2 separate regions of the Mus musculus genome follow, and region 2 is linked to region 1. Evidence: chromatin contacts called from public promoter capture Hi-C data. All regions are on one chromosome and are shown on one strand. Each heading gives the region's core, a stretch centred on a gene start, on an enhancer-like site or on the middle of the called end of the contact. The rest is flanking DNA. Distances are from core to core; before and after follow the strand shown. Region 1 holds the start of Ruvbl2 (RuvB-like protein 2). Region 2 holds the start of 0610005C13Rik (RIKEN cDNA 0610005C13 gene).

The links. Capture Hi-C pulls out chosen DNA fragments and counts their contacts.
Region 2: a promoter capture Hi-C map of adipose tissue shows a contact between it and region 1. The contact joins the promoter of 0610005C13Rik here to the promoter of Ruvbl2 in region 1. A contact is called at or near these places in 15 of 39 promoter capture datasets (the C10 cell line, the HPC-7 cell line, HPC-7-derived erythroid cells and 12 more), 3 of 15 datasets of contacts at CTCF or cohesin (the NIH/3T3 cell line and embryonic stem cells), 11 of 484 Hi-C or Micro-C datasets (the G1E-ER4 cell line, LSK cells, Th17 cells and 4 more), 29 of 115 datasets of contacts at active chromatin or transcription factors (the 230-238 cell line, the HPC-7 cell line, the SCID.adh cell line and 21 more) and 4 of 9 other capture datasets (adipose tissue, liver, macrophages and 1 more).

The regions. Positions count from the first base shown.
Region 1 is chr7:45,430,438-45,437,373 of GRCm38.p6, reverse strand. Ruvbl2 (RuvB-like protein 2) reads left to right here and starts at 2,910. Exons shown (of 15, transcript NM_011304.3): 1 at 2,910-3,122; 2 at 6,000-6,054. The coding sequence starts at 3,111. It overlaps Gys1 (glycogen synthase 1, muscle), which reads right to left and starts at 2,535. Exons shown (of 16, transcript NM_030678.3): 1 at 2,204-2,535; 2 at 661-842. The coding sequence starts at 2,321.
Region 2 is chr7:45,572,120-45,579,055 of GRCm38.p6, reverse strand. It overlaps 0610005C13Rik (RIKEN cDNA 0610005C13 gene), which reads left to right and starts at 3,880. Exons shown (of 5, transcript NR_038166.1): 1 at 3,880-3,929; 2 at 4,279-4,448; 3 at 4,534-4,643. It overlaps Bcat2 (branched chain aminotransferase 2, mitochondrial), which reads right to left. Exons shown (of 11, transcript NM_009737.3): 2 at 3,551-3,625; 3 at 3,054-3,257.

The DNA of each region.
Region 1 (6,936 bases), core at 1,661-4,160:
TTCTTAGGATGAAACCCACGGGCCATGCTAGGCAGGGGTTCTACCGCTGAGCTATAACCCCAGACCCCTACAGGGAGATTCTAGGCAAGGACTCTGCCACTGGGCCACACCCCTAGCCCCTCATTGGGGGATTCTAGGCAGGGGCTCTGCCTCTGAGCCACGCCCCTTCCTCGTTAGTTCATGGATCTGCTCACCGCAGACTCTTTTCCCCTGGTTCTCCTCTCTTCATCTCTATTCCATCTTTTTGTCTGCCTGGCTACTCATCTTTATTTTATTTACTGTGAGACAGAGCCTTCTTGTGGTCCAGACTGGCTTAGAACACACCGAGATCCTCCTGCCTAGGCCTCCGTAGTCCTGGGATTGCAGGTGTGCACAGAACACATAGCTTTGACTATCTTTCTGCCTAGCTCCAGCTTGTTTGTAGTCTCTGGGTCTGAGGATCTCTGCTGAGATTCATCTCCATCCATCTGGCCTTTCTGACACCCGGTACCCACTGGCCTACTTCACCAGATCCTATACCCGTCTATCGCTTTCTTCCCTAGGCCTGCTGGGAAAGTTCTGACTACACCTCCTGCCTCCATTCCACCTTCTCTTCACCTCTTGCTAGGGCCCCTGCTGGCAGTTCCCACTCCCACCCCCCTGGGTAGGGCTGTGTCCCACCTTACAACCCTTGCTGTTCATGGAATCCAAAGTCCTCTTCAGTTCCGGAGTTGGGGGCTCCAGGAGCTCTACCTGCGTCCTCACACCCTGCTCCGTGTATGGTCCCACCAGATAGTAGTTGTCACCCCATTCATCCCCTGTCACCTTCGCCTTCGTCTGCAGCACAGTGTAGATGCCACCCACTGTGGGCCAAAGTGCAAAAGGACAGACAACCCCACCATTGGTCCATAGCTTTGAGACCTGGCAGGTAATGGGATGTATGTGGGTAGTATTGGGGTAGAAAATGGGCAGGAACCTATAATTGGGAATCAGGGGAGGTTGGGACTGGAGGGTAGGGGTCGTGGAAAAGCAAACCTGAGGATAGCCCTCTTGAGTTTATGGAGAGAGGGGACTGAAATCAGGATGCTGAGGGAGGAGCAGGCTCCAGTTAGACTCCTGGTCATGACACAGGAAGCACTCTTTAGTCTCCTAATTCTTAGAGAATTAGGAGCAGGAAGGCTCTAAAGCTCTTGACTTTCAGATGCAGTGGGAAAAATGGTACATGGCCCTATCCAGCTACCCAGTTACCTGAGGGAAGCTTGACTTATTATTCCACACCTTCAGGGCCCCTAACGATGCTAGCCCTGGGCTGGGACACAGGGACTGCTGGGCCCTGCTCCTCCTGTGACCCCACCTCAGATTTAGGAATCTGGGTCCTCAGCCTTCTCACCTGAAACTGGTACCCTGGTAGTACACAGCATTGAGTCTGCCATCTCCCAACATGCTGAGAGACCTAGTCTCTTTCTCCCCAGGATCCAGAAAAGGAAATGTTCAGATCCACAAGGCCCAGCTGCTGGGATTCCCAGCCCAGCCTTCTCATGAGCGAGAAGCTAGTGATCTCCCATACATACTGTGGGTGGGTTCCTCCCATCCTAGGGCCCAGCTCCTGACCAACTTAGGACTTCCAGCTTTCCCAGTCCACAGGGAGGGAGGCACCTCACTACATAGGAAGCCAGGACTTAGGCCCTGGGCTCCTTCAAACTCGACATTCAAGTTCCCAACTCTTTCCCACCTTGTATCTAAGAATTTGAGTCTCCAAGCCCCTCTTGGCTTTACACTGGTTCAGGTCCGCTATGCCCCCTGAAAAATCCATGAATCCCAACCTTTAGGAACACCCCAACTCCACAGTCACGTCCTCTGGACCACAGACCCAAAAGCTCCAGTGTTCCTTGGGCTTAGATGCACTAACTCCTTCCACTTTTAGATCTCAGGTCTCTCGGCCCTCGAAAACCTCCCTTCAAGACCCAGGAATCTTTCTCTGAGTGCCCTCTTCCCTAGATTGCAGAACCTGAAGCCTCCTTCCATCTTAAGAGTAGTCTCTTGTCCCTTCCCCCCAGGGCCTAGGACGCCTACTCCAGCCCCTTCACAAGGACACAGAAGTCACAGGCGCTTTTCCCAGGACCCAAGACTCCTCCACGTAACTCTTTTCCCGTCTGAAACGGAGTTTCGGGGCCCCATCCTCGCCTGCCCTTCTTGGTCAAGGGACCAACGCTGACGTTCTCACCCTTGTTGGCCACCTCCCAGGCCACCTCGAAAAGCACTGCGTTCTCGGGGTCGAATTCATCCTCCCAGTCTTCCAATCCTGGAAGCGAGGACACAGAGAGACTGCGGCTGAGAGGCATGGCTACTGCGGGCAGGGGACTTCGAGCACCAAAACTGGAAACCAGAGAGATCGGCTGGGAACGCAGCAGACTTGGTGACCGGTAGAGTTAGCGGGTGTCCCAGGGGAAGCTTGCAAGGCGCTCCGCTTCCTATTGCACGACCGCACCCCCGCCCCAGAGCGCTCCGACTCAGGTAGGGTGAGCTGAGACACTGAATCGGGCGGGCAGCTGCAGTGAAGCCTCGTGGCCGCCAGGAGGCACTGCCCACCCTGCTGGTCTAGCACGATTGGTCGGCGGCTGGGGGGCGGGGGCTATTGCGTCTACTTATTGGCGGATAGAATCCAGTTTCCTTGGCCAGAGGCTCCTGGGGAGCTGCGGGGGCGGGGCTTGTTTCTACGCAGCATGGAAGTGATTGGTGAACAGAGCTGTCAATCTCAGCTGTAGGCCCAATTTGGTGAGGAAGGTTGGACAGAGAGGGAAGGGATCGTGGAGGACGTGTGGTTGCTACAAAATGTGCTCAGAATTTTGCAATCGGACTTAGCAGTTGCAGGGCGGGGGGGAAGGAGGGGGGAGGAGGCTAGGTAAGAGGAGGAGGAGCAAGAGACGTCAGGAACCCACCCGGGATTCAGAACACCGGCTTTCCAATTTAGCCTCGCGGGCTGGGCGCGGCCTAGTGTACGCCCCCTACAGGAATTTTATATATCTTATGGGCCATAGAGATGACTGGATGACCGGGAGCCTAGAGAGGATAAAGACCGCGCTCCTAGCCGATTTCCGTTTCCGCTGAGGCATTGGCGGTTGGTGTGCATCATGGCAACCGTGGTAAGTGTTGGGTGCATGTGGAGGACCGACAATGACCCTTCTTAGAGAGTCTGAAGGAGGGAGCTGGAGAGGACTCTTGTATCTGAGGGAGGAGTGATAAGGAAGATGCCTGGTTTGACGGAGGAGGTCTGGGGAGTACTCCCGAGTCAGAGGGAGGATGCTGAGGACACCGAGTCTGAGCAATGGATACAGAGGAGAATGCATGTGTCTAAAGGAAGAGAGCAGAGGAGAATGCATGAATCTGACGGAAGGGGGCTGAGGAAGTCGCCAAGGAGGGCTTGGGAGGACACATGGATCTGTGGGAAGTGTTGGGAGGAGAGGATACCAGGGTCTGAGGGAAGCAGGCTGGTGTGTGCACCTTTGTGTTTGAGGTAGGCAGGCTAGAGCCTGAATCCCTAGATCGGAGGGACGATCACAGTGGATGAGGCCTGGTTTGGAGGAGGAGGAGGGCTAGGGAGGGTGCCTGGGCCTAATAGAAGAGGGCTGGACCTGGACTCCTGGATGTGGAGGAAGTGTATTGACCACTGAGGAAGGAGCTTCATTGTGGCTTTAGAAGCTAGTAGAGAAGGCAACAATGTATTCAGAATCCTAGATGTCAGGCATGGTAGTGAAAGCCTGCACTTGGGAGGCAGAGGCAGGTGGATCTCTGTGAGTCTGAGGATAGCCTGGTCTACAGAGCCAGTTCCAGGACAGCCAAGGGTTACACAGAGAAACAACAACAGAAAGAATCCTGGGTCTGATGGAAGAGTCATGTAGACACTCAGATTTCTCTGTGAATGAGTGACTAGCCAGAGCCTGGAGTGACAGAGTCGTGGTTCATCCCACAATGCGTTCTGGAAACTTCGTCTGCCTCTTGATGTAGTCAGTGACCAGTTCCAAAGTCTCATCCCAGTGTCCTGCGAGGTCTGAGACTGGTACCCTGGTCTTCTGGGGAAGATTAGTAAGTGGGAAGTTGTGTTGTGTGCTTGAGAGCACAGGTCACAGGAAAGTGTGTCCGAAGCCAGGAGTGTGACAGTGAGGAAGAGAAATAGAGTCTGGGTTCAGAGCATGGGGTCTTGTCCAGAGACTGTATTTTTCAGAACCTCACCTAGGGCACGTGTCTGTGCCATCGCACAGTTAGTTGAATGTTACAGTGAGCGAATAAAGCCCAGGAAGTGAGACCGGGCATATTGGGCCTGGCACTAGCTCCTCAGACTTCCCAGTGAAGAAATCTTGTGGCCTTGTGGTGTCCTTGATTCTGGGGTTGGGCCCAGGCAAGTTGTAGGGAGGTCAGTGGCGTCTGTTGCTGTTACCATGGTGAGGAAGGGCCTGCCTTTGCTTGCCTGTGTGTGACAGTAGTTTGGGGGTCTCATGCTCCTGCAGTCCACACAATCTCCTACAAAAAGAGGAAGGTGAAGGCTCCCACAGCAAGAGACAGGCAGTAAATGGTCCTGGGCTGTGGGCTATCCTGGAAGGCCTTGTTCCATTCCAGGAGGAGGCATCCTGAGCTGTGGTTGAGGGCCGCTTAGCTTTGTGGTTTCTTAGGTTCGTAAAAAATAGGAAAAGATGTTCAAGGGTCCACCGCCTGGATTTATCGGTCTCTTGTTTTCACCCTTTAGCTTGGGCTAGCTCCAGACTCGAGGCACTCTTTCTGACTCAGCCTCCCCAGTGGCTGCAGAAGTGCATCCTAGCAGGCACCCTCCAGTGTCCCCACACCTCCCTCCCCGAGCCTTTGGCAACCACTAGTCTACCTTGTATTTCTGGCATCTCTTTTGGATACTTCATATAAGAACCCTTCAACCCAAGCTGGGCAGTGGTGGCGCATGCCTTTAATCCCAGCACTTGGGAGGCAGAGGCAGGTGGATTTCTAAGTTCAAGGCCAGCCAGGGCTACCTACACTGAGAAACCCTGTCTCGAAAAAAACCAAAGCAACAACAACAAAAAAGAATCCTTCAACGTGAGGGTTTATTCACCATGTTTTCTGTGTATGGGTGTTTTCCCTCCGGATACGTCTATGCCTGAGGAGGCCAGAAGAAGGTATTGGATCTCCGGAACCAGAGTTAGAGTCAGCTGTGAGCCACCACATGTGTGCAGTCAGTTTAGCCTCGGTCCCCTGGAAGGAAGACCGGCCAAGAGTCCTCCACCCTTCTCTCCAGCCCCTGCGTGCAGTCTTTATTATGTGGGAGCCCACTCGCTCAGCACCTCTCAGTGGTCTTCCTGGGTGTGTTGGGGTCAGAGCTTCACTCTTTTTTCCTGCCTGAGTAATAGTCCATATTTGAATAGACCGAGTAATAGTCCATATTTGAATAGACCGTATACCGGACACATGGTTGTGAGTGGCCTTTGGCTGTTATACACATTGGCGTGCTCGCTTTGTGGGGACTCCAGTGCCTCAAACATTCCAGGAGGTGTTTACTCATATCTTTCTCCTGTGAGGGGAGACAGTGCTAGCTGCTTCTTCAGGAGGCCCTTGGATATGTTTATTGAATGAGCTCAGCACTCTAGTGTGTTGAACTTCAAACATGGAGTCCAAGGTGGGCCGGAGAGGTGTGGCCTGTTCCCTTGGTGAGACACGTAGGTGCCTAATGGGAGCCAGAGCACTGGTCTAAGAGTCTCCCTGCCATCCTCCCAGAGCTCAGAATGGGGACAGGAGGGTTTCCTCTCTGCACTAGGTCATGCCAGAGCTCTGGGGGGTGTGACACGAAGCCTGTTTCCCTGGGCCCCGTGGTGGGGCTGATCACTGCCATTAGTGATTGATGGCCCAGAGGGTGGTGGTGGCTGCTGTTGTGTTGCCTGCCTGTGCAGTGGGGGGCTCCTGGTGGGCAGCAGGACCTTGAGGGAGCAGATGAAACTGTGACAACTGGGAACCTTCTTACACGTCATCGTCCTCACCTGCAGGCAGCCACCACCAAAGTCCCTGAGATCCGAGATGTGACAAGAATCGAGCGAATCGGTGAGTGAGCAGGGTCAGGACCAAGGGAGACACCACTGCTTAGTGCCCAGACAGACAGAGAAGGATGCAATGGGGCCTTAGTCCCAGGCTATGCTGCCATACGCCTAGCATGCCTCCACGGGGTTTCTGGAACTTTGAGGAACATTGGAACCATGTGTCCGGCACACAAGTGCATGTTGGTCACATGCTCTCTGAGGGTGCACCAGGCCTTCCTCTTACCTGGTGTGCCTCAGGCCTCAAGCCATCAGATTCATGAGTGCTGGAAGTGGTGCTGGAAGTCTCCTGTGACCTTGGGAGGTGGAGAGTCAGTCATCCTATCCCCATTGAGGAGACCAGCTCTCAGAGCAGCTGTGTAGGAAGCTTCGCTCACCACCTGTAGCAAGGTGGGCAGGGCAGGGCGGCTCCCAGGAGGAGGATGCCAGCTGTGCAAGAGGCCACACCCACTTGTTCAGCTGTCACTCAGCACCTCTAAGACACAGTAGAGGACTATGGGCTCCAACTGCAGGCCCTTGGTGGACGCTGATCTTTCTACTTGGCTAGACTAAGTAGACCTGCCTGTGTAGACCAGATTGGCTTCTAACTCGCAGGGATCCCCTTGCCTCTGCCTTCCGAGTGCTGTGCACCACCGTGCCTGGCCTTGTTTTTCTTCTCCAGGCAGTTTCCTATAGGCTGGCCCTGAACTTACCGTGTAGCTAAGCATGACTTTTAACTCGTCCTCCTCCCAAAGTGCTGTGATCACAGGCACGGATCCCTGTGTCTGGCTGATGAATTCTACCTTTTTGAAAGGAAGCACCCTCTCACTTCAGTGCTTGAGTTAGAACCCAAGGTCACATGCAGTCCCTGTGCTGAGTCTCATGTCTTCCAGAGGGGACACAGCTCACT
Region 2 (6,936 bases), core at 2,631-5,130, 140 kb before region 1:
GATAGACAGATGCTCTTCAAAAACCGCAGAGACCTACAGAATTGGGCATTTAAAGATGCTTTATTAGCATAAGGCCTTTCATGACAGTGCGACATGTCTGCTCCTGGCAGCACCCCCTCCTACTTCTAAGAAGATGATGGCATCACAGAACCTCCATATGGAGTTTGCTTCTATGTGGCAAAGCTGCCACCAGGCAAAAGACTGCCCTTGCCTCAACTGCTGACTGCACGCTGTCCAAACTGTAGACCAGCAAGACTCAGGGAAGTCAACTGCCAAACTTTGCCAAGACAAGGTAGGCCAGTCCTTCATAATTCCTGCTTCACAGAAAAGTCTGCCACATGCTGGGCCAGGATGAAGATGATGCCCCAGTGACACAGTGACTGTCCAGTATCCAGCAGCCTCTGTCACTTCTCTAGTTCTGTAAGCTGCTTGCTCTACACTTCCTGTTTACTGAGGTAATGTTTATTCCGTCTCAGGTCTCTGATGAGCTTGAAGACTAGATAGTCTCACAATTAAGCTTAAGTTGTTAAAGATTTAAGAAAAGAACTTAGGATCTAAGAAGATGTTTTTAGGTTGATAAATGAAAGTTTTGATTGAAAGTAAATTAGGTACAGAACTTTGGACTCATCAAGATAGGATAGGGCCGGGCTGCTACGCACACTCCAGTGAAGTTTGCTTGGCAGGCTGAGAGGCCTGGGAGCATTCACGAGGCAAAGAGTTTCACGGAATCTCACCGTCTGGAACTTTGGTGTTCTCATAACCCATATACTCACATCCTATCCCCGCGTTAGTCTGATGGATGGATACACATGCTCTCTTTTAGTATTATTCTATTATAAGTGCCTTTTTTTTTTTAAAAAAGATTTATTTATTTATCATATGTAAGTACACTGTAGCTGTCTTCAGACACTCCAGAAGAGGGCGCCAGATCTCGTTACGGATGGTTGTGAGCCACCATGTGGTTGCTGGGATTTGAACTCCAGACCTTCGGGAAGAGCAGTCGGGTGCTCTTACCCACTGAGCCATCTCACCAGCCCTATAAGTGCCTTTTAAGATTGAATTCTGACATAGCTAAGCCTTTGCCAGTGTTCCAATGTCCCAGAAAATACTTGAAGGCAACAAACTTGGAATTCAGTAGGAATTCAGTAAGAAAGTTACCTATTCAGTAACTAATTAAGCATTACAAAGGACTGAGCCGAGCAGCTCAGGGCTGGTCTGCAGCTTGTTTACTTGAGGCAGTAGCCAGTCTCACCCATACACAATGGCCTAGCTAATAGGTGGGTTTACCATGAAAGAGTTAGGGGATCCCACTGAGACAGGGATCTTCACCACAGCCAGGTATAGCAGGCTACATGGCATATTAGAAGCAAGTTGGTGAATTCTTCTGACAAATGGAGATTCTCCACAGATGCTTAAAAGTGACACTCATACAAGAATTTATCAGGGCCCAGGAAATAGGGAGTTTGTGGTATTGCATTATTCATGAGGTCTGCTAGAGCAGAACCCCTGGTGGTGGGCTTAACAATACACTAGCTTTACACCTGGCTCCCTTCTTAATGGCAGCAGCCTGGTCCCCGCCTTCTTTTGATGTCTACATTCCTTTTGTATTGTATCACTGTAACTCGGTGGATGTATCTCGCCTGGTTTCTTGTTATTCTTCTGTATAAAAAGTTCAATGCCCGACTTGACAAATTACATTCAGATTCTACACAATCTCCTGTGTGCATATGTCTGTCATTTGTCGACTCCTTGACCATCTGCAACTAGAGACCCGTCCTAGGCAGACGAGGGACCCAAGAGGGTCTGCGGCACTGGGCGTGGTGGCACACGCCTTTAGTCCCAGCACTTGGGAGACAAAGGCAGGTGGACTTCTGAGTTCGAGGCCAGCCTGGTCTATAGAGTGAGTTCCAGGACAGCCAAGGCTACACAGAAAAACTGTCTTTAAAAAAAAAAAAAAGGTAGGATAGATAGTATAGTACCTTCTCTAAGGTTTCCAAATGAATATGACTGGACCCTATGGATGTAATTTTCATCTGATAGTTTTCATGATTGTTCTTGTTGTATGTAGCTTACTGATGTTAGAGAAAGAGCCCTTTATTGGACTAAAGTGGGGAGATGGAGTGATGATTTTTGCACACTGTGTGAAGATGTGTCTCTGTCCTACCTCGCCTGCCTAAGGCACCTTCTGATTGGTTAAAATAAAACATGCTAAGGCAGAATAGTAAGATGGAACTTCCGGAAAAAGAGAGGACTCTGGGAAAGAGAAAGACGGGAGATTTGCCGTCCAAACTCAGAGGAAGCCAGACAGATGAAACTGAGGAGAGTAACTACCCAGCCACGTGGCAAACCAAACAGTAGAAACGGGTTAGGTTAAGAGCTAGTTGTGGAGTAAACCTAAGCTAAAACCAAAAGCACCGTAAATATAAGCCTCCGTGTCATTATTTGGGAGCTAGGGTAGGTGTGGAAGGGTTCATGGTTACAACTGTCAGAAGGAATGTCATGTCATGCTGCAGCAATGAAGACGACAAGACTCCCTAAGGATTGTCACAGGAAAATCATTGCTAGGCCCTAAGACTCCAGCTAAAGGTCTCACTCTGGAGTCCTGGCTAGACTCAAAACTGTGCAGTCCTCCTGCCTCAACCTCCTGAGTGTTGTAATTGCATCACCTCCCACGGGGCCTGAGAGAGCTCTGACTGTATCCAGGCTGGCCTGTTCCTGTTCAGACTTCTCATCTCCTCTGTGGCCCTGTTGTCATCCTAAGCCATCCTCTGCCACACTGAGACCCCACAGGTCTGCTGAACTAGCTCTCCTATCGGTGTAAGATGCCCCCTCTATGTTTCTAATCTTTGCTGGGAGAACCCCACTCTCTTTCAGAGCAGAGTCCCAACAAAGCAGGAACTGACTGTCACCTCCTCTGTGTCCCAGAACACAGGTGATCTCAGGAAGAGATGACAGAGGAAGAAATGTGCGAAGCACCCAGACGGCTGAACCCAGTCAGGAAAAAGCAGAGTGGACTCACGCAGCAGGGTGGGGACGGAAGCAGCTAGTCCTACCTGCAGAGAGTAGTGCAGACCAGAGCAGGCTGGGTGTAGCGTGAGGTTCTGGAAGGGCTGGATCCTTGGTGGGCCCCATCCAGCCTTGTTATTCCACTCCACCATCAGCATGTGGTCTGTGAAGGTCTTCCCAAACAGCAGTGCCTGGCTAGGGGCTGGCTTCTTCTGTGGTTCTTTGGTCATCTGAATCTGGAGGTCTGCAGCCTGAGAGAAAGAAATAAAACAAAACAACAAGAAACAAAACAAAACAAAACAAAACAAAACAAAAAAACAGCACCTCAGGGGCCTGACGTCGCCAACCTGAGAGACTACAGCTTCCATGGGGCCCAAAAAAAGAAGCAGGTACCCAAGAAATACAGTGTTAGCTCTTCACAGCACCCAGGAGCAGACAGCTAGACGACCTCTGAGAGATGCCTACATGCAGATAGATCCTGTCCTCCCTCAAACACGGGGGCACACACCGGGCTTTTCCCTTAGACCCAGGGTTCTCCTTTTACCTTGAATATGGAGGACACACATCTTTTGGACCCACATAGAAGCCAGGGAACAGGCAGAAGCTTTCGGGCCCAGACCTAGGGTGGAGAGAGAAATAAATGTGACCAGGGCAAGAGCCAGAAAGAGCAGAGGTCCTGGCACCTGTCTGGCTTGGGAGGCCCCTGAGGTTGGCTCTGTCACAGTCTCAGTGCATTCTAGACAGCCTGTGCTCTGCCCAAGTCCCCACCGGGATGCCTATCCCTAGAAAACTAAAGTCAGCTCCAGCCCCTCCACCATCCACCATGCAGGGCAAAGTCGACAGAGGCGTGCCTCCCTACTAGAGAACTTTGGCCGCAGCTTGTAGACAGCTTAGACGGGACAACGACCAGGGACAGCGAGCAGGTAAGGGAACACTCCTGGCTTGGGGTGAGGGGGCACAAAAACTGACAAGAGTTAGAAAAGAATAGGTCCTGTTTCTCCTAGAATTCATCAGCCCAGACCTCAGATCTCCTCCCTCAGACCCTGGGAACCGGGCTCCTTGACCCTCCTCCCTCAGACTCAGGAGTAATGGCCCATGAACTTCTCTATCAAACCCAGAGCTCCAGACCTCCTCCCTCCGACCCAGAGGTCCTCCCTAACCTTCCTCCCTCAGACCCAGAGGTCCTCCTTAACCTTCTTCCCTCAGAACCACAACTACAACACTCCAACACGCTTCCCTCAGACAGGAGCCCTAAGGCTTATTACTCTTTAGGAGTATCAGTCAGCTGGTTGCTGCCGCTGCTACAACCGACCCAGCCACAGCTGGAATACCCTCAACCTGGGCAGTGACTACTGTGCTCTACACAGTCAGCGGCTGAAGGGCAGTCTCGTGCCAGCCATTGAAAATGCTCAAGGCACACATCCCTGCTGACCTTCCCCAAGGTGAGCATGGAATTCAGGGCTGGTTGTGCACAGGGGGGGAGGGGGGACGTGTCCTGGTATTTTGGTGTCATGCTTTTCTCTGCAGACCATGGAGAGGCAGCTGAGTCCTTAGTTTGAGGAAGACAGGATAACAGCCTGTTCCCGCTGCTAGAGGCCAGTGAGATGGAGAGGCTTGCAGAGGTCACTGATCAATGGGTGAGTCTCAAATGTCGTATGGATAAGTCTGGGCCAGGACATGGGTTTGTTTCCTTCCTTCCTTCCTTCCTTCCTTCCTTCCTTCCTTCCTTCCTTCCTTTTTTGGAGGGGAGAGGGCTTAAGACAGGGTCTAAGTTGCCCACTGACCTCAAACACACTCTATAGCCCAGTGCGTGAAGTTAGGATCTTCCTGCCTCAGAGCCTGCACCAGAGAGAGTGACAGGCACGTGTGCCACCACACCTGGCTCAGATAAGATCTCTCTACGTGTGTTGACATGTGCACACACCACGTGACGGCATGTATGTGCATCTGTGCGTGTCTGTGGAGGTCAAACTCAGATGTCATTCCTCGGGTGACTTCCACCCGTTTTTTTTTTGTTTGTTTGTTTGTTTGTTCTGAGACAGGGTCTTACTATGTAGCCCTGGCTATACTGCAACTCACTGTGTAGACAAAGCCAACGGCCTTGATCTCAGAGAGCCTTCTGTCTCTGCCTCCCTAGTTAAATGTATGTGACCGTAGCTCCAGCCCATCCTGTCTTGAGGCAGGGACTCTGATCAGGTCCTGGAGCTTGCCAGGTTGGCTCAGCTCTCTACAGTCTCCAGCTCACCAAACAATGGTATTTAGGGCTGAGTCACAATGGGCAGGGGTGGTGCACACCTTTAATCCCAGTTCTCAAGAGGCAGAGGCAGATGAGTCTCTGAGTCTGAGGCCAGTCTGGTCTAGAGAGTGAGTCCCGGGACAGCCAGGGTGACACAGAGAAACCCTGTCTTAAAAAAAAAAAAGCAAAAAAAAAAAAGCAAAAAAGCAAAACAACAACAAGCAAACATGACAGAACCAGTCTAGTCACCAAGTGGGTTACAGGGATCAGACTCGGGCCTCCAGGTTTGCTGGCAAGCACTTCACCAACGATGTCCATAGCTCCCAGCCCTCAGATGAAATGCGGGTTTAATGGTGTGGCACCCAAGGGCTTCTGGGGTGATCTAAGAGTGATGACCCCTCATTGTCTCTGTGTGGTGACATGAAGCTTGCCTAACACTGCCACCTTGCATCAGACACAGTGTGGGGACGAGACAACTGCCCCGGGTAGAGCAGCCAGCACGAAGGCAGGAGAGCAGAGGAAACCAAGAATACATTTTTTTTTTTTACTTTTTAGTAGAGTTAGCCAAAAAAACTGAACAATGCAGAAAAGAGATACTGAGCTGCTGGAGAGAAAAGATGGAGCTGGGGTTGTACTCAGTTGCAGGATGCTTGCCTAGCATGCAGGACTCCCTGGGTTTATTTCTTCCCCAGCAGCACAGAAACCCTGCAATCCCAGCACTTGGGAGATAAAGGAAGAAGAATCAGGACTCCAAGGCCATCCTTGTCTATGTAGCAAGTTTAAGGCCAGTCTGACCTATAAGACCTTGTCATAAGATGATGATGATGAAATGAGGAATGAGGGACAAGGGTGGTGGCACACACCTTTAATCCTAGCACTCAGGAGGCAGGGACATGCAGATCTCTGAGTTCAAGGCCTGCCTGGCCTACATTATGAGACCCTGTCTCATTAAAAAAAAGAACCGGAGACTGAGAGCTGTCAAGAGAGTTATGATTATAAAGAGAGGACTGAGATGACTTACTGGGTAAGGAGACCCATCAGCATGCCTGAGGGACTGAGTCTGATTCCCCGGGACCCACAGGCAACCAAAATGTAACGGAGAAAGGGGCAGGGGTGGGCAATACCAGGAGGGAAGGGAAAAGCAGAGAGTCAAAGAAACTCTAAACTGGGTTTGGTAACACAAACCCATCGTCGTCACAGAACTCGGGAGGGTGAAGCAGGAGGATCAAAAGCTCAAGCCCAGCCCAAGCTAAAGAGATCCAGGGGAGCCGGGTGGTGATGGCGCACACCTTTAATCCCAGCACTTGGGAGGCAGAGGCAGGTGGATTTCTGAGTTCGAGGCCAGCCTGGTCTACAAAAGTGAGTTCCAGGACAGCCAGAGCTATACAGAGAAACCCCGTCTCAAAAAACCAAAAAAAGAGAAAGAGAGAGAGAGAGAGAGAGAGATCCAGGGGAATGGAGGGAGAGAAACATCACACAGCCTTGAGGCACAGAAAAGGCATTGTGTCAAGAGATGATGAGTCTGAGCTGGCACAGAGCTCTTGCAACCTCGGAAGTGCTACCTTTGTCTTCCTGGAGCAATTCTGTAAGGCCAACAGTAGTCTTCTCTTGGCTCAAAGAACACCCCTCCCCCATACCATAGGATAAGAATTAAGCTTAAAGAAGGAAGCTAGATGGGGGTTGGGGGTGGGGGC